Regions from separate parts of the Mus musculus genome. Here region 2 is linked to region 1. The links are chromatin contacts, called in public promoter capture Hi-C maps. All regions are on one chromosome and are shown on one strand. The core of a region is the stretch at or near the end of the contact, and the rest is flanking DNA. Distances in the headings are between cores, read along the strand shown.

Evidence for each region. Promoter capture Hi-C pulls out the DNA fragments that hold promoters and counts their contacts.
Region 2: a promoter capture Hi-C map of liver shows a contact between it and region 1, with 2.4 times the contacts expected there. The contact joins the promoter of Ccdc65 here to the promoter of Gpd1 in region 1. A contact is called at or near these places in 2 of 39 promoter capture datasets (both in liver).

Annotation. Positions count from the first base shown.
Region 1 is chr15:99,715,026-99,720,043 of GRCm38.p6, reverse strand. It overlaps Gpd1 (glycerol-3-phosphate dehydrogenase 1 (soluble)), which reads right to left and starts at 2,457. Exons shown (of 8, transcript NM_010271.3): 1 at 2,396-2,457; 2 at 1,715-1,892; 3 at 770-910. The coding sequence starts at 2,436. Gm16537 (predicted gene 16537) reads left to right here. Exons shown (of 3, transcript NR_155353.1): 3 at 4,205-4,510.
Region 2 is chr15:98,706,029-98,711,046 of GRCm38.p6, reverse strand. Ccdc65 (coiled-coil domain containing 65) reads right to left here and starts at 2,853. Exons shown (of 8, transcript NM_153518.2): 1 at 2,511-2,853; 2 at 1,825-1,992. The coding sequence starts at 2,651.

The sequences.
Region 1 (5,018 bases), core at 1,208-3,707:
CTTTCCAGAGGTTCTGCCCCAATCCTACCCAGCCCAGACTTGCTGTGAGCATAGCAGACAGCAGTGACCAACCCATCTCAGCAAACTCCCACCCACACACGGCTTATCCAGCCTACCTCTTAGAAGCATTCTACTCCTTATACCCCCAAGGAACCCCCTAGACACCCCAACCCACTTCTTTTCTAAGACATCTGCCTCCAAAGCTATCTTGTCTTTGTTAAGTAGCCCAGCAGCTGACACCCCCCCTCATCCCCTCTCCCTCTCCTTCTCTCTTTCTGTCTTTCTTTCTGCCTCCCTCCTCCCTCCCCTTTCTGGGGAGATTGCTAGGGATTGAACTCGGGACCTCATGCATGCTAGGCAAACTCTCTGCCACTAAGCTATACTTCAGCCCCAACTGCTTGCTTGCTTGCTTGCTTGCTTGCTTGCTTTTTTTTTGGGGGGGGGGGTTGGTTTTTTTGTTTTTTTGTTTTTTCGAGACAGTGTTTCTCTGTGTAGCCCTGGGTGTCCTGGAACTCACTCTGTAGACCAGGCTGGCCTTGAACTCAGAAATCAGCCTGCCTCTGCCTCCCAAGTGCTGGGATTGAAGGTGTGTGCCACCACGCCCAGCCCCAACTGCTTTCTTTACTCTCTCCAAAGCCAATCCCTCCCATCTCCATCCGGGTTGTCGGTCTTGTTCTGTATATTCTTTTATGTGCTCTTCTATCTACCCCCACACCCCACAAAAGTTAGCTGCACCTCACCCCCAAACATGCCAAAGCGTCTCTGGTACCTTAATAAGAGATATGCCAATAGTATTGGCCTTCAAGTGGCCCTTGAGCTGGTCACAGATCTTGCCAATGAACTGATGGGGTACCACAAAAACCAGGATGTCAGCGCCTGTTGCAGCCTGGACCACGTCTGGGATGGCCACCTGTGAAGGAGAGCAGAAGCTCTCGTGTGCCTGGTAGACCTCTCCTAGTCCCAAGGGGACCCCCTTGCAGAAGATCTCCAAGCCAGTGTTAGGGGAGGGAGGGTTTTTGAGACTTTAACAGGAACTATCAGAACTTCTGTGTTCCCTGTCCCCAGCTCTCCTGGGGCACTGAAGCTTCCTAGAACACGCCTGCCTCCACGCTGCCACACGTTTAGCCCTTGGCTATGGGTCAGTGAAGACTGCCAAAGGCAGCCTAGGCCTGGCAGGGGGAAGAGGCCAACTAAGATTTCATCACTGCTGCGTCTTAGGGGCCCGAACTTGGCAGTGGGAGCCCCAGTCTCCCTGCGGACTCTCTGTCCCCCCTTTCTAGGTGAGGAGAATGCCATATGGATTTGACCAAAGACCAAAAGTCCAATGATCAGCCTTCAGATCTGCTAATAACCAGTGAATGAGTAACAGGGTTAGAGTTCAGGGCAGGCAGGAGAAGTTGGACCCCGAGTCCGGGAGCCTGAGAACCAGCCTTTGGTTGCCATGGAGACCCCTCTTTTCCACCTAGCACCTCTAAGGGGTGGTACATTCAGATTCCAGAAAGATTCCAAAAGAGTAATATAGGGGCTTAATGGGGGAGGGGTACTCCAGGCCTAGAGCACCCCGCCTGCTGCTCCACCAAGCCAGCGGGCGCCTACAGTGGCCTCCTCCCCTCCTCTGGGAAGGAGGCACCTCGAAGTCACTTTTGCGTGTTGACTGAGTATACCCTTTCCTTGCCTCGCTCTCTCTCTCTTCTCACATCGAGTTGGAGCTCACCACATTGGGGGGCAGCTTGTGCCCTGGCAGGTATTTAACATTCTCGTGCTGAGTGTTGATGATCTCAGTTAGCTTTCTGCCCCCGATGTCTTCCTCAAACACCCACATGGTCACCCGTGGGTCAAAGTGTGCCAGCCGGCCTGCATTGCTACCCACGATCTTGGCAATGGCTGAGCCCCTGGCGGGAGAGGAAACACAGGAAAGTGGACTAGGGTGACAGGGAGGAGGGGGAGGAACTCATAAAGCTTGTTGGATTTTTTTTTACCTCCTGCCTCTCACTCTCACGTCACTCCGCCCCCCTACTCCCACCCTGGTCCCCTATGATGAATGTGTCTCCCACAACTGGCAATAGAAGATTCAATCTATCCAGTCTTTGCTGCTGGGGAGGTGGGCTAGCCTTCCCTACACCGCGCAGGCAGCTTCTCAGGCAGGGAAGGCAACAGCACTCTGCTCACCTTCCTGTGGTGAACAGGTGCAGCGCCCAGGCGGGCACAGCCGGGAGGCTGGGCACAGACTGTCCTGTGTACCGTAAGCACTGGAGACGGCAGCAGGAGTCCAGCTGGCTCCTGAGGGCATTTCCTACCCTCTGCCCGCTTCCTGCTCACCCAGCCTCCCTCCGCGGAGCCCCTCAGCCCTCGGAGAGCCCTTCCCTCCCCCCCTGCCCTTCACAGAACCACTCACCAGTTGCCAGAGCCGACAATGCAGACTTTCTTGCCAGCCATGGTGCTGCTTGCTGCTTCTCTGCCCCGGCGGGTGTGGGCTCCGAGTATTTAACTCCACCACACGTGGGTGCAGCCAAGCTCCGCCCCTGAGGTGGCCCAGAGGCTGGCACCCAGGGACTAGGAGTCTGGCCTGCAGAAAGGGTAGTAAAGGGGACAGACAGGTGGAGAACAGGACTGAGGCTGAGGCCAGGCCAGCTTTTCCTCTCGAGTTCCCAGCTGACAGTGCTGGCCAGCTTCTTCCCTCGTTTGGCCTCGGCTTAGTTCTCCACCTACGTATTGGTATTGAGTCTGGTCAAGAAACAGTAACACCCCCCCCCCCCCAGCTATCACACCCCCCCCCAGCTATCACACCCCCCCCCCCCAGCTATGCCTTCAGTCTCCAGCACTGAAATAAACTGCAACTGACAGGGCTCGGCATGGTGGTGCATGTCTTTAACCCCAGCGCTTGGGAAGCAGAGGCAAGAGGGTCTCGATGAGTTCGAGGCTAGTCTGTTTCAGAGAGAGAGAGAAAAAAGCACTAGCGTCAGCAACAGCGATGTTTTCAAAGGCAAACGCCTCATCGCTCTCGCTAGCTAGCATGTGCCTCCCCCAGATCCTCAGCTGTTCCACTCCCATGATGTCCCATGATGGTAGCTCCACCACGGGCTCTGGGTGAGAGGATCAAGGGATGTGAGCACCTTCTAGGGAATAATACTACAATACCACATACACAGTAAGGGGCTGCTTTGGTGTATACCCCCACCCCGACCAAGGATTAAAATATCTCGGGAGAAAATGGACATAGTGGTGCACACCTTTAATCCTGGCGTTCAGGAGGCAGAGGTAGGTGAATCTCTGTGTGTTTGAGGCCAGCCTGGTCTACAGAGTGAGTTCCCAGATAGTGGGGGGGGGGGGGTTACATAAAGAAACCCTGTCTTGGAAAACTAAAAATAACAAGGTCATCTTGGTTACTTGCAGGTCAGGGACCCACAGGTTGCCCCTTCACCTCAGATAATCTCCGTTTGAAGGTCTCTAAAGGGAAGGAAGGTCAAAGGCCACTGGTGACACGTGGCCCACCCACACTCCTTCCAGGCTTCAGGAAGGGCAGAAGGTGGTGGCCAGCACATGCTCCTGGATAAGCCTGATCTCCCTTCAATTTCTTCTCTCAGGCTCTGCTTATCCCACAGGGACCCTTAAATTAAACAGCTGGTTACAGTCTCTAGACAGGGCCAGAGAAGCCAGTTACAGCAGCAGCCTCTAAAACTCAAGGGTAGCCATGTCTCCGCAGCTCTGTGGTCTCTGATGCCGGTGTGGGTGTGTAGCTTTGGGGGAGGGGGAGAAAGGCAGGCCCATATCCAGCAGTTTGGGCTCCATGGCACCCACAGACATCTGTTTGACTAAGAGGAGGAACTCGGGTTTCCAAGTCACTCTGGAAAGCGCAGCGCAGGCTTCTCGCCCTCCAGTGCTGCACCTTGACCCACAGGGCAGGCGCCACTGTATGCTCATGTGCAGACCTCCTGGCTTGGCACACCACTAATGGAGTGTTGCCACCCACCCCCCCAGGCTGCCCCTGGCCAGGGACAGTAATCAGCACTAGGTTAGAGGGGAGTGTCACCAATGCCACCAGCGGCGAGGAGAAGTGGGTAGGAGGTCAGGATTGGAAGCATGTCTTTTTCTCAGCTCGGGGATTACACAGAGGCAGCCTATCATGGTCTCGCGGCCAGGCAGTCTCTAATGATGGGGAGAATCACTGAAATCAATCAATAGCTAGTTGTTTTTCTTCTATCAGATTCTGCCTGATGCAGAGCTAGCCTCCCACAGACCTCTCCTTTATCACACTGGCACAGAGATGAAGGCTCCGGTGCCAGGCCGCCAGCTGGGAGCGCTGATTACGAGGGGTGGAAGAGAAAGGATGTTCCTGTCCCTGGCACATATGATAGGAACCCTAAAGAATGGGCATTTATGCCTGAAACGGATCCTTGTTTTTGCTTAAATACTCCCGCCTCTCTTTGCCCCTACATCCTATTAGGCTGTGTGGAGAGACAAAGCACGTGGCCATTCACGAAGGAATAAAGAGAATGCTCGTTAACAGGAAGTTGTCTGTGCCACCAAAGCCTCTCCAAGAGCAGGCTGTGCCGTATCTGCTTGGAATTGATGATTCATCGGCCACTCATTACACGTGCAATTAGCCTGGGTAAAAACAGATGCCAGCTCAGTCACCCGCTCTCTCTAGACCCAGTGATTACACCTTTTTTTTAACCCTCTCAACTCAGAGAAGCCAGGATGTTCTAGATTGGCAGCAGACAGACAACACTACTCAGCAGACCCCCAGCTGCTCAGTGGGTAAAATTTTATTCACTTTTTTGTGAAATAGTGCCTTTGTAATCCTGGCTGGCCTGGAACTCAGAGACCCTCCCGCCTCTGCCTCCCTAGCGTGGAGATTAAAGGCATGTATCAATGTACTGATGAGTAAGATTTTTCAGCTGACTACAGGATGTGGCAGTGGCTCATCCAATGTTCCACACTTTCTTGGGCAGGAGTGCAGTAGGAGGTTGTGAGCCCCCTGGTGGAAGCAGGTAGAACTGCAGGCATTGCCTGCTTTT
Region 2 (5,018 bases), core at 1,604-4,103, 1.0 Mb after region 1:
CTGTAAACCTCTGGTCCCCAGCATCAAGGGGCTGGACGTGCCACCCTCACCTGACAAACCTCATCGATGTCCCCCCACAGCCCCCCAGATTCCCAAGGCTTCTCTGGGAAGGGCAGCAAGGTGGCCATCAAGGTCACCAATCCCAAAGCCAGGCTGTACAGGGAATACAGAGAATAGAAGGCCCATACACAGGCTTTATTTCTGCTTAAACCACAGGAACTTTAAAAGTGGGAGGTGGAGACACGCCGAGCCAAGGAAGCAGTTAAACCTAGGGAGGTAGAAGGAAAGAACTGATGCCACAAGGTTCTCTCTGACCTCCACGGGCATGTACCGCCCCCACACATACCATACACACAGGATTTTAAAGATTTATCATTTATACAGCATTCTGCCTGCATGTGTCTGCCGGCCAGAAGGGGGCGCCAGATCTCATTCTAGATGGTTGTGAGCCACCGTGTGGTTACCGGTAACCTCTGAGCCATCCCTCCAGCCCCCATACCCATAGGTTTTAAGAAATGGATGCATCAAAATCCCTTAAAAGATGAGAGTGATTCAGGAATTTCTTAAGAGCATATGCAGATCCGGGCTGATGGCACCTCCAATAATCCCAGTTTCTGGGAGGCAGAAATAGGAAGATTGCTAATTACAGCCATCTGGGCTACACAAGTCTGTTTCAGTCTCCTGTCTCTCTCCAAAAGAGCGTTAAGATGGCTGATTGAATGGTTTGGAAATCCAGAGTTGCTCTTACCTCTGTGAGGGAGGGCTTCCCGACCTTGTCCAGAGCCTCTGATGTTAAATCAAGGAGGCCAAACTGTTTGAATGAGGCAGTGGACTAGGCCAAAGCACCTACACAGGCAGGTGGATCTCTGTGAGTTTGAGGCCAGCCTTGGCTACATAGCAAGTTTCAGGACAGCCAGAGTTACAGAGTGAGACCCTTCAGAAAGAACAAAATATCCACACGAGAGTCCTCTCGGCTTCTGCCTGGAACTGGACAACCCTGGATAGGTCAGCTTCCTTCTCTGGAACTGAGCCTTCGGATACTGAAATAAAGGCGTGGGCCTGAGTTCAAGTTGCTGGTGATGCTGGCTGCCCCATAGGATTCAGAGCCTCTAAGGTAGGGGAGAAGAGTTACAGCTCAGAAATTCCTTTCTCATCTCAGTGACAGTGATTAGAACCAATAGGCCACGTTTGTCACAGCCTGTGCCTGGTGAAGGCTTGAAGGCTGATTAGGTAGATCCAGCTGTGTAGCTCACACCTGCCACTCCAGCAGTTGGGAAGTTGGGGTAGGAGGGTGGGGAGTTCACGGTTATCTATCCTGTTACGTGTGAGTCTGAGGCCATTATAGGAAAGCATGGCTTTGTCTCAAAAGTAATAATAATAGTAATAACAATAATAGGATACATGACTTTGTCTCAAAATAATAATTAATAATAATAGTAACAGCAGCAGCAATAACAACAATAAATAATAAATAATTCACTAGGCCCATTCTACCTAGGAAGGTCTGGAAGCCATCCCCGCCTGCTCTCTGGAGAGAGTGCATACTTTTTTTTTTTTCCCTTTTTCCTTTTCCTTTTCCTTCTTTTTTCCCTTTTCCCTTTCCCTTTTCTTTTTTCTTTCTTTCTTTCTTTCTTTCTTTCTTTCTTTCTTTCTTTTTTTTTTTGGGGGGGGGTCTTTTTGAGACAGGGTTTCTCTGTGTAGCCCTGGCTGTCCTGGAACTCACTCTGTAGACCAGGCTGGCCTTGAACTCAGAAATCCACCTGCCTCTGCCTCTCGAGTACTGGGATTAAAGGTGTGCGCCACCACGCCCGAGAGGGTGCATACCTTGATGACGCTGTCCTTACAGTCCACCACGCGTTCAAAGGTCTGGCTGAGGATCTCGATGTCTTGGTGAAGCTCTCTGGTCTTCACCTCCCTGAGGATGGTTCTCCACTGCGTGTTAATCTTATTAAGGTTTAGAGCGCTGTTGTGTTCTTCTTTGGCCAACTTGTCCTGAGGGAGGAGTAATCACATGCGTTTCAGCCAAGGCGAAAGGTCCACCTCGGTGCTATCGATACCACGCTGAAAAATACCAGTCCCCGTGTATTCTCACAAACAAAGCCCTTGGCAGCCAACACTCGGGGGCTCCTGTTTGTGGTTTCCAATGAATGGGTTCCCTTCAGGGTGAAGCATCAGAGAAGAGTTTCTAACGACCCCACTCCAGACCCAACCTCAGAATTCAAGACAGCTGAATTTGGACACCTGACAGCATCCACTGTCCTAATTCTGGGGGCTCGGTTGATACTGCCAAACTCAATTCTCCCCTCCCCCATGTTTCACAGAGAATGCCCTAGGCAAAAACCAATGTTGTCTGAAGCCCATGTATTTTGGGACCAAGGACTTCAGAGGGATAGGAAAGGATGAAAATGAGCCTGCCACAAGGACGCGACCCCAGGCAACGGTACCAGTGCATGGGCGGTGGGTTTGGGGGTTTGGGGGTTTGGGCAGGACACACTGCAGACGAGCATCACCTTCAAGAACTGGGTGAGGAGTCTCTCTTTCTTCTTGGCTGCCTCTTCGTCAGCCAGCATCTTTTGCTGAAATATAAGCAGCTGATCTTCCTCGGACAGGGGTGCCTTGGGCAACTTGGGCTTTTTTCCTTTTTTAGACATGGCTGGGCTGCGGACTGGGTCCGGGCAAGGAGCCTCTGCCTGCTGCTACGAGCCACTTGTGAGGAATTAGAAAGAAAAACTTCCCATAGACAGGGAGGGACCTTCTGGAGCTAAGGTAATGGGGCCTTAGACCTCTGTCCTCCACGCCAAGAGTGCTCAGGCGACACCCGACTCCCAGCTGGAGAACAGAAAGACGCATCTTGTCTCCTAGCAACAAGGACCTTCGCTAAGACCGCGGGGTGAGAAATAGGGAGGCAGCATTACTTCAGCGCCCCCTGCATGCCGGAGGACCGCAGTCAGTTCTTTTAAGTAGGCTTTTTTTTTTTTTTTTTTTTTTTTTAAATCAAGAACCCTAGTCTCTCTTAAAAAAATAATAAATGTCTTCAAATAGTTTTTCCATTTTACTTTTTAATTTGGTGTATGCCTGGTTTGTCCACGTGTGTGTCTGAGCACCGTGCGCATGCCTGGTGCCTGCAGAGGTCAGAAGACAGCATCGGATTTCGTAGAACAGGTCAAAACCACTTACACATACATACAAATAATGAGATGGTTCACTGGGTAAGGGAGGTACTGCCAAGCCCAATGGTCTGAGATCACAAGCACCTGGAACCCCAGTTTCAGGAGATCAAAACACGCCTTTCTGGCCTCGGTGGACGCTGCATTAACGTGCACAAACACACATACACATAAAATATTTAAAAATATTTTGTAAATTGTCTCCTTAGTGATAGAGAGATGGCTCAGAGGCAAAGAGCACTTGCCACTCTTGCAGAAGACCTGGGTTTGGTTCCTAGCACCCACATGGGCAGCTCATGACTGTTCATAACTCCAGTCCCAGGGGATCTGACTCCCTCATCTGACCTCTGTGGACATGGGGTAGACACATGGTCCACACATATACATGCAAGAGAAACGCAAATACACATAAATAAATCTTACTAAAAAATTAAGACAGTGTTTCAGTGTAGCCCTGGATGGCCAGAAACTCACTGTATAGATAGAAATCCATCTACTTCTGCCTCGCCCCACATCCCCCACCCCCAGTGCTTGGATCAAATGTAGGAGTCATCACTTCCAGCTTAAATTTGTTTCTCTCTCTCTCTCTCTCTCTCTCTCTCTCTCTCTCTCTCTAAATGTGTGAGTGCTTCATTTGCATGTATACCTGCTTGCCTGAAGAAGGCATCAGACCCCATGACAGATGGTTGTGAGTTGATGGGAATTGAACTCAAGATCTATGGAAGAGCAGCCAGTGTTCTTAACCGCTGAGCCATCTTTTCAGCTCCTTTTTTAAAAAAGATTTATTTATTTATATGTAAGTACACTGTAGCTGTCTTCAGACACTCCAGATGAGGGAGGTTGTGAGCCACCATGTGGTTGCTGGGATTTGAACTCCGGACCTTCGGAAGAGCAGTCAGGTGCTCTTACCCACTGAGCCATCTCACCAGCCCTCTTCAGCTCCTTAAAAAAAATTTTTTTTTAACCCTACTTTTCAAGGGCAAAATCTGTGGCTAACAAAAAGATGTACACCAGTGCACACTCCCTCCTAGGAATATCTGCACCTGAAGCAGCATCGAAGCCCCCAATCACACACTGTGACCTCCAGGCAGCCAGCTGTGCCCTTCTCATGCCTGCTCTTCAGTCTTCTGTCTCTCTCTTGTGTCTCTGTCTGTCTGTCTGTCTGTCTGTTTTTCTGTCTCATCAGTAAGCCAGCTTTTCCTCACTCTGACTCATCCTGGAATTCTTTTCTGTGGTAGACATAGCCAAGAGGACCTGAGTTAGAAGAAGTCCCCATAGCTTCCCCGGAGCCTCCTTAGGCTGCTCTGATCACATCACTGAGCTGTAGTCCCTGCTGGCGGTGACAGTATTATTGTGAATGTTATATGAGACATTTAGGAAAACAAAGCTACAAAGGCAAAAAAGTAGGGAACTGTTGCAACCCCAACGTCTACTAACAGGTACTTGGGTGTTTGTGACACATCCCTTTAATCCCAGCCCTCAAGAGACAGAGGCAGGTGGATTTCTGAGTTCGAGGACAGTCTGGTCTACAGAGTGAGTTTCAGGATAGCTAGAGATACACAGAGAGACCCTGTCTTGAAAAGAGTAGAGGTAGAACCCTTGGGAAGTGATGAAGTTTGGACTACCATGAAAGTGCACTCCCTGGATTGGATCAGTGTCCTTAGAAGAGAAAGAGGCTGGACTGGGAGATAGCTCAGTACTTATGAGCAAGCACTGGCTGGTCTTCTGGAGTACCCAGGATCAATTCTTGGCACCCACAGGACTGCTAACAATCATCTCACTTCTTCTTCAGGCCTCCTCAGGTCCCAGGCATGTTTGTGGTACACGGACATATATGTAGACAAAACAACA